2 separate regions of the Oryctolagus cuniculus genome follow, and region 1 is linked to region 2. Evidence: chromatin contacts called from public Micro-C data. All regions are on one chromosome and are shown on one strand. The core of a region is the stretch at or near the end of the contact, and the rest is flanking DNA. Distances in the headings are between cores, read along the strand shown. Region 1 holds the start of HP1BP3 (heterochromatin protein 1 binding protein 3). Region 2 holds the start of EIF4G3 (eukaryotic translation initiation factor 4 gamma 3).

What was found. Hi-C and Micro-C count contacts between places; a contact is called where the count stands out from the background.
Region 1: a Micro-C map of ear pinna shows a contact between it and region 2, with 4 times the contacts expected there. The contact joins the promoter of HP1BP3 here to the promoter of EIF4G3 in region 2. A contact is called at or near these places in 2 of 6 Hi-C or Micro-C datasets (ear pinna and psoas muscle).

The regions. Positions count from the first base shown.
Region 1 is chr7:150,006,258-150,013,351 of mOryCun1.1, forward strand. HP1BP3 (heterochromatin protein 1 binding protein 3) reads left to right here and starts at 3,696. Exons shown (of 13, transcript XR_011390865.1): 1 at 3,696-3,832.
Region 2 is chr7:149,607,677-149,614,919 of mOryCun1.1, forward strand. EIF4G3 (eukaryotic translation initiation factor 4 gamma 3) reads left to right here and starts at 4,210. Exons shown (of 33, transcript XM_070079168.1): 1 at 4,210-4,406. The coding sequence starts at 4,210.

The DNA.
Region 1 (7,094 bases), core at 2,446-4,945, 400 kb after region 2:
AAGCTTGCCAAGTACTGAAGTTTAAGCAGGGACTTGGCTTCTAAGAAAGTGGGTGTTGGCCGGCGCCGTGGCTCACTTGGCTAATCCTCCGCCTGCGGTGCTGGCACCCCGGGTTCTAGTCCCAGTTGGGGTGCTGGGTACTAGTCCCGGTTGCTCCTCTTCCAGTCCAGCTCTCTGCTGTGGCCCGGGAGTGCAGTGGAGGAATGCCCGGGAGTGCAGTGGAGGATGGCCCAAGTGCTTGGGCCCTGCACCCACATGGGAGACCAGGAGGAAGCACCTGGCTCCTGGCTTCAGATCAGCGCAGTGCTGGCTGTGGCGGCCATTAGGGGAGTGAACCAACGGAAGGAAGACCTTTCTGTCTGTCTCTCTCTCCCTGTCTATAACTCTCTCTCTCTCTCTCTCTCTCTCTCTCAGTCTAACTCTGCCTGGCAAAAAATTAAAAAAAAAAAAAAAAAGCGGGTGTTTTGGTTGAAAATTAGGCAGTTACATTGTGAGGACTTACTAACATTTGTTTTTCTAGTTTAAAAACCTGTGTGCTTCCTCATGTTTCTGGGGCTCCCTAGATAGGTTCTGGATGGGCGGCCTGGGGAGGAATTGTGACGTCATCACAGGCAGCCCCACTTTCACTTCTCTCTCCCTGAAGCTCCTCTCCCGGTCAGACACCAAGGACTCTTGCTGCTCCGATCCCTGTCAAATGCCAAGAGGTTAAAGCCACAACTTTTTGATGCTCACTCTAAAAGTGCTACGGGAGGGCCAGTGCTATGGTACAGTGGGTAAAGCCACTGCCTGCAGTGCTGGCATCCCATATGGGTGCCAGTTCGAGTCCCAGCTGCTTCTCTTCTGATCCAGCTCTCTGCCATAGCTTGGGAAGGTAGTGGAAGATGGCCCAAGTCCTTGGGCCCCTGTACCCATGTGAGAGACCTGGAGGAAGCTCCTGGCTCCTGGCTCCTGGCTTCGGATCAGTGCAGCTCTGGCCATTGCAGCCAATTGGCAAGTGAACCAGCAGATGGAAGACCCCTCCCCCGCCCCGCCTCTCTTTTTCTCTGTGTAAATCTTTCAAATAAATAAGTAAATCTTAAAAAAAAAAAAAAAGTGCTATGGAATAGAATAAAGCAACACAATCAATGGGAGTGGTGGAACTTCAATAGGAGTGAGGGGTGTCTGTGAGCCCGAGGGTCTTCTCCTGCCGACGCCCACCTTTGAGGGCAGCCTCGGCCCCAGAGCGACAGCAGTGCCCCATCAGTGCGGAGGACGAAGCGCTGCTTACCTTTCCGTGAAGGCACAGCGATCGTCACGTATCTGTCACAACACACAGCCGAGTGGCACTTTCACTAGGATAGCTCAAAGCCGCCGGGTGAGATAAACGGAGAAGCCAAACTGCCGTGGGATACGGCTAGGTACAAACATCAAAACTGCACGTATTACTGCACAGAGCTAAACTGTTTCAATCAACAGACACGTACGATAAGTTTCAAATCACTTTAAAAGTAGGAAGGTTACAGCTTTTTTATTTATTTATTTATTTTACTTGAAAGACAAGTTATACAGAGAGAGAGAGAGAGAGAGAGAGAGATCTTCTATCCGCTGGTTCACTCCCCAAATGGCTGCAACATCGAGGCTGGGCCAGGCTGAAGCCAGGAGTCAGGAGCTTCTTCCAGGTCTCCCATGCAGGTGCAGGGGCCCAAGGACTTGGGCCATCTTCCGCTGCTCTCCCAGGCCACAGCAGAGAGCTGGATCGGAAGTGGAGCTCCGGGACTGCAGCGGCTGCTCACTGGTTGTAGGTGTCGCAGGTGGCAGATGAGCACACCGGGCCACGACGCTGGCCATAGCTTCTGTCTTCCAGTGGTGTGGTAGCTTTGGTGCGGGGTTTTATGGGGTGTGCATGCATGAGTATTTTGCTTCAGGGTTTTTCCTTCTTGGGTATACATGTTGTGAACAGCAGAATACAATTTTTTAAAGCTTTTAAAAATTGTTATTAATGTAACAACAGATTCATGTATAAAGGCAGAAACACGGGTGGAGAGAGATCTTCCATCTGCTCGGTTTACCCCTCAACGCCCACAACATCTAGAGCTCAAGGCCAAAGCCAGGAGCCCAGAATTCAATCTGGGTCTCCCATGTGGGTGGCAGGGGCCCAAGCGCTTGGGCCATCTTCTGCTGCCTTCCCGGGTGCATTAGCAGGGAGCTGGATCAGAAGTGGACACCCGGGATTGTAACTGGTGCCCAAGTGGGGTGTGCTCACATTCCAGGCAGCCGCTTAACCTGCTAGACCACAATGCAAAAACCTCCCAGTTTGCTCTGATGCGGGCCAGCATCTTGTATGACAGTGGACTAAAGACATTTTAGGAAAAAACAGGATGTCTGTGGCTCAGCGGGTTAACGTCCTGGCCTGAAGCGCCAGCATCCCATACGGGTGCCGGTTCTATTCCCAGCTGCTCCTCTTCCAATCCAGCTCTCTGCTGTGGTCTGGGAAAGCAGAAGATGGCCCACGTGCTTGGGTCCCTGCACCCATGTGGGAGACCTGGAAGAAGCCCTTGCGGGAAGCCCTTGCGGCCATGTGGGGAGTGAACCATCGGATGGAAGACCTCTCTCTCTCTCTCTCTGCCTCTCCTCTCTCTGTGTAATTCTGACTTTCAAATAAATAAATCTTATTAAAAAAAATGGCAGCATTAAAAAAAAAAAAGAAAGAAAGGATGTTTTAAGCTTGTGGATACATAAACCCGGGATAGTCTTAAGAACAAAGGGAGCAGCGTGAGTGGCGTGGGGCGGAGGTCAAGCCACTGCTCTGGGCAGCTGCGTCCATCCTGGAGCGCTGAGTCCCGGCTCCTCAGCTGCGATCCAGCTTCCTGCTGAAGACCTTGGGCGGCGGCAGGTGACGGCGCCAGGACTCAGGTCCTTGCCACCCTCAGGGAGACCCGTGTAGTTCTGGGCTCCTGGCCTCGCTGTTGCCGGGATGAGCGGGCAAACGGGAGATCTCGGTCTCTCTGCCTTTCAAATAAATAACTGGAAAAAAAAAAACAAACACTAGATGTCTGCGATCTATTACCTTGAGGAACGGAACAGGGTGCTCACCCCCGCTCAACCTGACGGCGGAGCGCCAGCGGGCCTGGGGGAGCCACCACGTTCGTAGGGACACCGCGGGAGGAGCCTTCGGCGGCGGGGGGGGGGGGGGGGTGTCTGACGTGAACCGGGGAGACCGCCGAGCTGGAGCCGGGCGAGGGGTCCGGCGCCTGCACTTCAGCGAGCCACGCTGTTCCCCGGGGCGCTCGACCCGCCGCCGCCGCCCCTCCAAACACAACAAAAACCCAAGACCCGGCGCCTCTCCACCGAGTCTTGCCGAACTGTCCAACTCCGCCGGGACGACGCAGCCCCGGTTTCCGTAGGGCAGCGCAGCGAGGCCACCCTCGGCCCCGCCGGGAACCCTGTGGGGCGCCGCTGCGGGCCGTGCGGCCCTCCCACGCGCGGCGTGCGCTTCCCGACGGCGGGAGACGCCTCCGTGGGCTCGCGCAGGGCCCGGGGAGCAGGCAAAGTTGCCGGAACGCGCGGCCGCACCCCGCCGCGGCCCGCGCTCGCCCGTCCCCACGAGCGCCCCCTCGCGCCCCCGCGCGCCCGGCCGGGGAGCCAGGTCCCGCGCGCTCCGTCCGCGTGGGCGCGCGCGGGGGGCGGGGCCGGGCGGGCGCGCGCCCGCGCGCGGGGCCGCGGGCAGGGGGGCGGGGCGGCAGAGCTCGGCGGCCGGGCCTGGAGGACAGCGGAGCGGAGGCGGCAAGCGGTGGCAGGAGCGGCGCCGGGAGGCCGTGCGGGACGCGGGCGCCAGCAAGGGGGGAGCGCAGAGGTAACGCAGGACGGATCAGGCGGGCGGGGAGCGGGCGCGGGCTCGCTGGGCCCCGAAGGCGAGTGGCGGAGGCCGCTCGCCCGGGGCGCCGCCGCCGCCGCCGCCACTCCCCGGGAGGAGGGGGCGGGGCGCCCGCGTCCCGGGAGGTGGCGCCTTTTGTCTGCCTGCCCGGGCCGCTCCGCCCCGCTCCCCCCCTGCGACCTAGCCCCCTGCCCCTCTCGTGGACGCCTCCTCCGGGGCCCTCCGGCGCGCGCTCCCGCCCTTGTTTTGTTTGGAGTTGGGGGAGGCGGGGGAGGTCTTCCCTGGCCGTGCGCCCCCTTGCGTCCCAGCGCGCCTGCGTCGGCGTCCTGCGCCGCGCCCGGATTGGCTGCGCGCGCGCGCATGCGCCGGGGGCCGCCGCGGCCCGTCGTCGCCCCGCGCCCTCCCCTCACCCCACGCCCTCAGCGGTTTTCGGAGCCGGTTCGAAAGATGCCGGCGGCGGTGAGTGGCTGCCGCGGGCCCGCCCCCCCGGGTTCTCCGCCCCCGCCGCCGCCATTACGGAGCTCCCAGTGGTGAGTGTGCGGAGCGCCGGGGCCCGCCGCCGCGTCTCGCGCCGCCGGGGCGGGCCCCGAGCTGTCACCTCGCCCGGGCCCGGCCGCGGCCGCCGCCCGCCTCGCGGCTGCTCCCGCTGCCGGCCCCGTAGCGCTGCCGCTCGCTGCCTCGCCGCTTTGTTTCGCCGCGCTCTGCCTGCTGCGGTCGGGCAGGCAGCGTTGGGCTTGGCCGCCCCGTAGTTCCGCAGAGCCGGGGTCGGTGCTCCGTGGGGATGTCTGCGAGGCGGTGGGGCCGGCGCGGTGCGGGGGGAGCCGGGGCCTGCGCGCGGGCCGGGGGGCGGGCGCGGGGTGTGCGGCCCCGGCTCTCGGCTGCTGACCGGGGCGCCCCGGCGGCGAGAAGGCCGAGCTCCCCCGCGCCTCGCCGAGCGCTGGCGTCCACCGCTGCCCGGCTCGTTCGCGCCAGTGCGGTGTGCTGTGTGTCGCGTTTCCCAAGGCGCTCGTGGGGCGGCGTCGTGTCTAAGCTTGCTGGGCGCCTGGAGGCGGCGTGGGCGTCGGGAGTCGGCTGGCTGGCCGTGGGTGCTTCGAGGAAGGTCTTGACTCGAGCGGGGCCCGCTGATTCTTGCGGGGAGGGACCGCCTAGAGCCGTCGGCCTCACCCCCGGGACAGGAGCGGGAGGAAGGGCCCCGCGGAGCGCAGCGCAGCGGAGGGTTCGTGCGTGAGGGGTCCGTGGGGTGCGCTCCGGGTGTGCCATGGTGAACTAGCAAACGGCTTTCCCCAGGTGCTGGTTAGGGTGCCCGTACCTGCAGTACGTCGTTAAGCTGTTTCTTTATATAGTGCGTTTCTTACCGTGCAGGAGTGAAACTGAAGTGTGGGACGCTCAGCTTCAACGGTCCTTTCTTTATTGCCTGCATTTAAACTGTTTAAGCATTTCCCTTGCCAAAAGCAGATCTTTGCATTGTTAATTTAACATGAAGTTAAAAAAACACGCAACCCACCGACCATGACTACGGGGGGACCGCACAGACAACAAGGAAGCGCGGAGTATTTGTTCTTGGCACATCGCGGGACCTGGGTGAAAAACAGAATTCGCTTTTGCCTACTCCTCCGTGTGGGGAAATGTGTGCCGAGTGCCTGTTCCACGCCTGATCTTTCCTCGCTCACCGAGTGGCGGCAGGGAAGGGGTCCCTGCTGCAGGTCTGGGTGAAGTGCAGAGCGGCTGATGAGTGCCGTTAGCTCTGTCCGGAGTGTTCAGTAGCCCACTGACCTGTGAGGGAAGAGTGCTAGAGGGAAGCTCAGGGCTGAGGCAAACACTTCTCCTGCCAGGTGACCAGGTTTTAGTGTTTAACCCTTGATGAGGATGCCTAAAATTTTTTTTTTTTTTTTTAAGATTTATTTTACTGATTTGAAAGGCAGAGTTAGAGCTTCCATCTGTCGGTTTACTCCCCAAATGGCCACAACACCTGGAGCTGGGCCAGACTGAAGTCAGGAGCCTCATCAGAGGCTTCAGCTTGGGTGCAGGGGCCCATGCAGGGGGGCACATTCCACTGCTTTTCCAGGTACATTAGCAGGGAGCTGGATCGGAAGTGGAGCAGCGCCTGTATGGAATGCAGGCATCGCAGGTGGCCGCTTTACCCATTATGCCACAGTGCCAGCCTTGAGGATGCTTAAAATTTGTGGAAAAATAGAACTAAAAGTGGTTTGTTTTGGTGCAAAAATTATTTAATTCCATGTGTATCTTTTTCATAATACATATTTTCCATGAATTACAAGAACTTTTTGCACCAAAGTAAAGTTATACTTTTAATCCCATTTTCTATGAACTTTTTGAAGGATCCTCATGCTGCATCAGTAGGACATACTATGAGATGTTAGTGTTTATTAAGCTTTGTTTTCCATAAATACTTGTCTTGCACCCACTGTGCGTTCCACACTGTTCTGAATGCAACTGTGGGTTAAAGTCCCATTCCTAAGAGTGTTTACCTTTCACTGGGAGAGACACAGTAAACAGACACGTGCATATTGAAGTTCGGGTGGTAGTAAGTGCTGAGCACAGGTGGGGAACTTTTTTCTGGCCAAGGGCCTTTTTGGACATTTATAAAAACATTTGCAGCCATTCAGACTTACCAGCTTGACAACCAGCCTGCTGTGGACGGTTGCCTTGGTGGAGGCAGACCAGCTGGTTTTGCGACCTCTCAGGGCCTGCAGGGTGGCATTCCCCACCTAAGAAACTTACAGATGGATAGCCTTCCCCAGGGGGTGACATTGGGCAGAAACCCAGGGAAAAAAGGGTTCTGGCTTAAGAGAACAGTGAGTGCAGGCCCCTGGAGACAAGGATGAGGAGAGCACTTTGGAAGAGCCAAAAAGTGTGTGTGTGGAGCCAAGAGAAGCAATGGATGGAGAAGTGGACAGTGAGGTTAGTGCAGTAAGGACTGATTTAGAGGGAGCAGAAGGGGTATTGTGAGTTGTTTTTGGTGGATGCAGCCAGGAAAAGTGGCAAACCACCTTTTTTTTTTTTTTTTTTTGACAGGCTGAGTGGATAGTGAGAGAGACAGAGAGAAAGGTCTTCCTTTTTGCCGTTGGTTCACCCTCCAATGGCCTCCACAGCTGGCCTGCTGCGGCTGGCGCACCGCGCTGATCCGAAGGCAGGAGCCAGGTGCTTATCCTGGTCTCCCATGGGGTGCAGGGCCCAAGCACTTGGGCCATCCTCCACTGCCTTCCCGGGCCACAGCAGA
Region 2 (7,243 bases), core at 2,960-5,459:
GAACAAGTTTGAGGCTCGTCATAAACATGTTTACAGTACAGAGAGTGGGGGCAAAACAGTACTTTCCGTCCCTATTTTTTTTGTTTAAAGATTCATTTATTTGAAAGGTAGACTAACACCAAGAGAGGGAGAAACACACAGACATTCCATCCGCTGGTTCACTTTTCAAATGTGCACAACAGTTGGGGCTAGGCCAAGTCGGAGCCAGGAGCCAGGAACTCCATCTGGGTCTCTCTTGTTGGGTGGCACAGATCCTGCACTTGTCTCATGGACTCATTAGCAGGAAGTTGGATCAGAAAGTGCAGAGCAGCTGGGACTTGAAGCAGGCACTCAGATATGGGATGTGGGTGTCCCAAGTAGTGATTTAACCTGCTGTGTCACAACACCAGTAAGCAACTAGCAATTTAATACTAGGCCAAATGTCTGTCCCATGAAGGATATTATAAATAACCAAGTAACATTTTTTGTGTAAATGAATAACAATAGCTAAAATACATCCTCAAGGGGCTGGTGCTATGGTATAGGGGGTAAAGCCGCCTGCAGTGCTGGCATCCCACATGGGCTTTCGAGTCCTGGCTGGTCCACTTCCAATCTAGCTCTCTGCTATGGCCTGGGGAAGCAGTGGAAGATGGCCCAAGTCGTTGGGTAACTGCACTGTGTGGAAGACCCGGAAGCTCCTGGCTTTGGATCGGGGCAGCTCCAGCCACTACAGCCATCTGGGGAGTGAACCAGTGGGTGGAAGACTTCTTTCTCTCTCTCTCTGCCTCTCTGTAACTCTGTCTTTCAAAATAAATAAATCTTTTAAAAAATACATCCTCAAATGACTATGAGCCATGGACTAAGCTAAGAGCTTTGTACTTATTTCACATGATAACTCGAGGAGGTAGAATCTTTATAGATGAGAAAACTCAGGCTTGGAGAGATTAAGAACTTCTCTAAGGTCATACAGCAAGCACATGGCAAAGCTGAGATTCATCTCTGGTAACCTGAGTCCGGTGGTTGCACCTTCATTGCCCAACACTGAGAGTGACCTGACAGTTAGCAACCACTGCCAAGGGGGCCTAGAGACGGGTGTCTAACTCAGCCCAGGGAGGTGATGCTGGAGCCACGCCCTGCGGCAGAAAATGAGCCAGCTGGCTCCAGGAAGATAAGATGGCTTGGAGTTCTGTAGGAGCAGCCAGCGAAGCGGCCCAGGGCGAGGAGAATGGCTTCTTTGGCGACGCACCATGGTGGCTGCAGCTCTGGATTGGATGTGCTGGGTGCCAGGTAGGGAGCAGAGCTCTGATCCTGAAGAAATGGGCGGGATTTTCTCTTAATGGGAAAGTTAGAATCTGCTTTTGTGGATGGCGCTAGAGAAGGCGATGTGGCAAATTAGACCCGGAGTCAGACGCCTTCGGTTTGATTCCCAGCACTTCCACTTTATACGGGTTGCTTCTTCACACCCTGAGAGCTCGGCTGATTTGTGAATGAGATATCATAATACTTCATGGAGTTGATGGGAGGAATGGGTTCGTCTAAGAACAATGCTTAGCAGCATTGCAACCTGGCACGTAACAGGCGCTGGAGAAACGTTAGCTGCTTTGCGTTGAGTGAGTCGGGGAGGTGTTGGGCAGCCAGCTCTTGGATGAACGAGAGCCTTTTTGACTTTGCTCCTTATAAGCGTCCCCAAGTGATTGCCCGAGGCCAGAATCTTATCAGGGACTTACATGATTTCGCTCAAGGTCTATGTGTTTTCAGAGATAATGTTCATTCAAGTGCTTAGCAAAGACCAGGCACACAGTAATTGCCTGATGCTTGTAGCTATTATTAAGTTACAAAATGAAACTAGCTCAGAAAAGCATAACAATTAAGTAATTATCAGTCTGTTATCACCCTAGTGATAACAGGGTGTAAATGAGAACTCAAATCCTTTTGGGGGGGGGCAGATTTTGATCGGGATAAGGCAGTCAGGTGATCTCAGCACTCCAAAGGAGAATCCAGAGAAATGGAGGAACGTCTTGGACTTTTTTCCTGGAGCCGATCATGTCTGGAGAGGAGCAGAAGAGCCAAACCTAAATGCTCAGGTGTTATGGGAAGGTGTTGTGGTGCCTGAGATTACGCTGCGCCTTGGGCCAGCTTCGCAGCATTCCCTGCCCTAGAGTCTATCCTTGCCCCAGCACCTCCGCTTCCGATCCAGCTGCCTGGGAAGGCAGCAAAAGACAGCCCAAGTGCTTGGGTTCCTGCACGCACGTGGGAGACCCGGATGGAGTTCCAGGCTCTTGGCTTCAGCCTGGCCCAGCCCTGGCTGTTGTGGGCATTTGGAAAAAGAAATTCTCTTTCTCTCTCCCTCTGAAATAAACAAAATAAATCTTTAAAAAGATAATAATCAGATGTTACAAGTCCAAACAGTTTAGGATTCCAAAGTATGAAGTAGTTTCCTCTCTAATGTCAGGTACTGTGGAACCCCATCCAGGAAAACATAGTGGGGGGGGGGGGGTTGTGGTATCAGCCTCTTCCAGACGCTCTTTCCTGCCAGAGGGGGCATTTGGGGCTTTTAAGGACTGTCCAGAATTAAGCATCTGCTGGGTGTAATTTCATGTGAATTAAAAATTAAAAAAAAAAAAAAAAAAAGGAAAGCAGCGTAGCAGGAGTCATGCATGCCTCCAAGAGCGGCCATGCCAACCACAGCGTCCACCTGACCTTGGGAAAGTCTCCCGGCCTTCTGGGGCCACCGCCTTCTCAGCTCTCTGGTGTGCCACGGCACTGAGCCTGATTTTTCATCTGCAAAGTGAGTGCTACCTCCTCCATAGGGCGTACAAATGCTGGCTGCTGCTTGCACACCAGGGCTCCGCACCGCTCCGCCCGCGAGGCCTGCGGTTCCTAGCAGGCCCAGGTGGGGAGCCAAGGCCCATTTCACAAGCGCCACCCTGCCACGGGCCACTGGGGAGTGGCGGCCACGGGGCGCCCCAGTCTTGGGGTGAACCTTGGCAAGCGTCCATGCCCAGCGGCCCCGGCCGGGGCAAGGTGCTGATTATCTGAGGCGGGTCCGCTCACGTCCCCAGCCGGCCGGGGTGCGTGGGGGGCCGCAAGGTTCACCCTGCTGTGGTGGAGTTCCGCTCCAGCGCCGGCTGCGTGTGACCTTGGGCCAGTCCCTTTCCCTCTTGGGGGGCCCCCAGCGCCCTCCGGGAAGGGCGCTCCGCATTCCGTTCCCCGTCAGCGTCGGAGGACTCGCTGTCGACATAATGGACGCCAGAGGTGTCGCTAAGGGCCGGCGAGGGGTGTTTGTGAGGCTGCCACGCCCCCGCGGCGGGTCCCCACCCTGGGGTTTCGCTCTGGTTAAGCGGCGCCTTCCACACCCACCGCGGTTTCTCGCCTCGCCGCCGCCTCTCCGCCCCTGAGGGCAGGGCTCTGCGGGCCGCAGGCTCCAGGACCGTTACCATTGTTCTGCGTCGCCGGGCCGCAAGAGAGGGCTCGCGCGCGGGCCGGACCTCGCCTTTGGTCTCCCCCTCCGCCCCGCACCCGTGCCGCCGCGAGCCCAAGAAGCCCCTTTCGCCGATCGTTGCCGAGAAAGGGAGGAGGCACTACAGCGCTCGCGAAAGGCGGCCGAAGACGCGCCCGAGCGCTTCCGAAGAATCCCGACCGCTCGCAGGCTCCGGAAAGAGCCGAAGGGACTTCCCACCCTCGGCCTCCCGAGTCCTTCCGAAAAAGCCCGAAGTTTTCCGAGCGGCCGTCCTGCCGGACTGCTGGAGGCGGCCGCAGCGCCATGTTGGATGCTCTGCTCGTTGAGTGAAGAAAATCCGCTGGCATCGCCCGAGCCCCGCTACCGAGAAGGGCGCCGCTTCCCCCGGGGAGGGGGATAAAGACCCCCCGCCGCCGGCCCATGAGGATATTGTCGTGAAAGGTCCGGTCTCTCCGCCTCCTGCCCCCGCCGGGTCCGGCCCCCCCCCCGGGGTCGCGTTGTCACGGAGACCGGCAGCCGGTGGTGCTGGCCCGCGGGGCGGCTGCTGCTGCCGGCGGCGGCGGCGGCGGCGGCGGCGGCGGCGGCGGCGGCGGAGGGAGTGTGTGACCGGCCCCGGCCCCCTCCTCCTCCTCCTCCTCCCAGCCTCCCCCCGGCCCCCCGCTCCCGCCGCCTCCCCGGGTCTGTCCCCATCCCGCCCCCCCGCCGCCCCCGGCCCCTGCACCCCGGCGCGCCCGGTCCCGCTCTGGGGGGGTTGGTGGCTTCGCTTTGCCATGAGTTTACCGCAGAAACCGGCTCTGAAATCAGGCTCAGCGGCTGCAGCAGGAACCGGACCCGGCACCGGAGCGGCGGCGGCGGCGGCGGCAGCGGTACCGCCTCCTCACCCGGCAGCGGCGGCGGCGGCGGCGGCGGCGGCGGCGGCCCCTCCTCACCCGAACATCAGGGCCCTCCAGACCCAGGCGCCCCAACAGTATCCTTTTCGCCTTCCTGCCGGCTCTCGTCGCCGCAGCCTGGGGACCCTCCTGCTGGCCGGGACAGGGTCTGCTGCTTCAGCCCCCGCACCGGGCTTTGCCGGAGCTTTTTGGGGGTGCCCGGGCGGCAGCACTGCGGGGGACCCGGGGACCCTCTGCGGTGCTGGGAAAAGTAGCTTCCCGCGGCCGGGCTTCTGTTGGATCTGGGGGACCCCGCCGTCCCCTCGCCGCCCCCTCCCCCCTTTATTGGGCCGAACGTGCTGGTGCCGGGACCGGCCCTGCGGGGAAGGCTCCCTCTGTTTGTTGTGAGGATTACACCCTCCTCCTCCTCGGCTCCCTCTGCGCGCCCCGCCGCGGGGCACGGTGGGCTTCCCTAATTGTCATGATTAATGCATAGTGAACTCCAGTGGTCTCTCTGCTGAGTGCCGCCCGTCGGCTCGCTTCCCAGGTAAGTCGGCTTTGCGGTCTGGGGGGGTGTGCGGGAGGCGCTCCCTCCGGCCAGTGTTTTCCAGCGACCGGGGGAGTTGTGCTGTGGTTTGTGGTAGAAGGCGGTCGGAGGAGGAAATGTTGCCGCGGACGCTTCCCTGTCTTTGACCTTTTGAAAGGAAGAGGAAGTGAACTGACGTTACCCGGCACCCCCAAAAGTCTCACTTCTTGGAAGCTCGTGTTGCCGCCGAATATTTTTAAAAGGGCTTTAACTTACCGTTCGTAGTCCTCAGAGCTAGACGGTACCATGGCTCCGGGAGAAAACTCTAGCATTGAATGTGTCTGACGTCCTGTTATTTGCTCCGGTAGAGTTGTGGGCAGATTGGAGTGAAAAGACTTGGTGATGGGATATTTTAGTTAACAAAACTAAACCGTGGAGGTTTAGGGAAGCACGACCTGCGGTCTTCATCATGCACCCCCTCTTCCCCACGTTCATTGTATTTGTGTAAATCAATAAATAATTACTGGCTGTTAGATGTGTTGTGTTTTTGTGTTTGTATCATCGTGTGTTTGACTTTGAGAGGTAGTAGGGTGGTTGTGCAAATAGGAAGCTGACCGCTGTGAGGTCCACAGATCATTTCACAGTCTGTAGTTGGATTCTTGTCTGTATCGATTCCTTTGAGAAGGGAAAAGCATCTCCCTTCTGGAGTCATTTCAGGTCGTTGTTTGGTTTCTGTCAAGTGTCATTTTCTCTGCTCTTTAGATATTGTTAGTCCGCATTTTTCAGTCCAGGCAGTGTGGCACAGAGGAAGGATGAATTCCACCGCAGTGTGATGTGTGTAGTGATTTTAGTCATTTTTTTCCTAGCGTGATTCTGTTCAATTAAGAATTGTTCACCGATGAGAATGTTGTTTGTGGAAGATTGGATCACTACCTAGTTTCTGTGCTGTGAAGGGAAAGCAAATGGATTAGTTTGCCTACTTCAAGTCGGAGTGGAGTGCTGAATCTCTTAGACATATGGTAACCTAATACTTTTGGAGTTTAAATTCCTTTTTTTTTTTTTTTGAAGATTTTATTCATTTGAAAGAGTTAACAGAGAAATCTTTCATCTACTAGTTCACTCCCCATTTGGCTGAAGTGGCCAAGGCTAGGCCAGGCCGAGGCCAGGAGCCAGGAGCTTCATCCGGGTCTCCCACGTGGGTGGCAGAGGCCCAAGCACTTGGGTTGTCCTCCGCTGCTTTCCCAGGCCATTAGCAGGGAGCTGGATGGGAAGTAGTGCAACCAGGACACCATGAAAAGCCCATATGGGATGCTGGTGTTTCAGGTGGTGGCTTTACCTGCTACGCCACAATGCTGGCCTGGAGTTTAAATTGCTTTCTAATTTCAGTTTGGGATTTTTTTTTTTTTCCCCTTTGGATTGACCATTCTTGAATAGGACTGTTAAGTTTCTGTACTGTGTCACTAAGTAAATTATTATCTACATCTTTGAACTGTTTTGGCAATTGTCAGAAGTGGGAAAGTAGTAAGTAGGGACTGTGGGATGCAATATGACACTGTTTCGTGAATTTGGTGGCTTATTTGGACACAAAGAGCTGTGACTATTTCAAGAATGTTTTTTCTCAGTGTGTTTTGCAAAGGAAGGGCTTATAAAAGCTCTGAGTTGGTTGCACCATGAAAGTAGTTACTAGTGCTGCAGCTTAATTTTCTTAGAAATAAGATAAGCAGTTTTGTTAAGGGGATAAATTTGATATGTAATTTCCAGGGGAGGTCATTTCTACAACTATTTGTGGTAGTAGAGGATACTTGGTTTTATGGGCTTTGTGTTTTTACTTTGCCTCATGCCATTGAAGCTAAAATTAATTTTCCTTTTCATGTATTTCACAGTTCTGGTTATCTTCTCTTTGCTTTACATACTGAAAGGTTACAGTTGCTAAAATACAAAAGCTTATTATAGAAGTAGTAAATGAAGTGTAGATGACAGATTTATTTCATCAGAAGACACCAGTGGTGGGATGTTATCAACTGGTAATGGGGACTTGGTTAAAAATGGATTGAAGTAGAACAGTTTGCTTTTCTACCCTAAGGGAGCATGGGAATTTGTGTTTGACCCAAGAGGTCATCTGGGATGTGTTGCTAGCGCTGAAGCATCGTCAAGGCTGGAGTGTAGAGCCCACAGTTGCTCTTCCTCGGCTTAAATGGATCTCCAGTTCCTCAGAATACACCAGTGTAGTTGATTGTGCATTGAATTAAAACACATTTTAAGTTTGCAAAATTCTGTGAAGAGATTCTCCTGGGAAGGTGTATGTTGTATTTGGAATTCGAATGACAAATCAGAAATGAGGGAGATTTTATCAATAAAGGATCTGAATATAAACTGGAACCTGCTTAAGTAGGCATCTGTGTTACATAG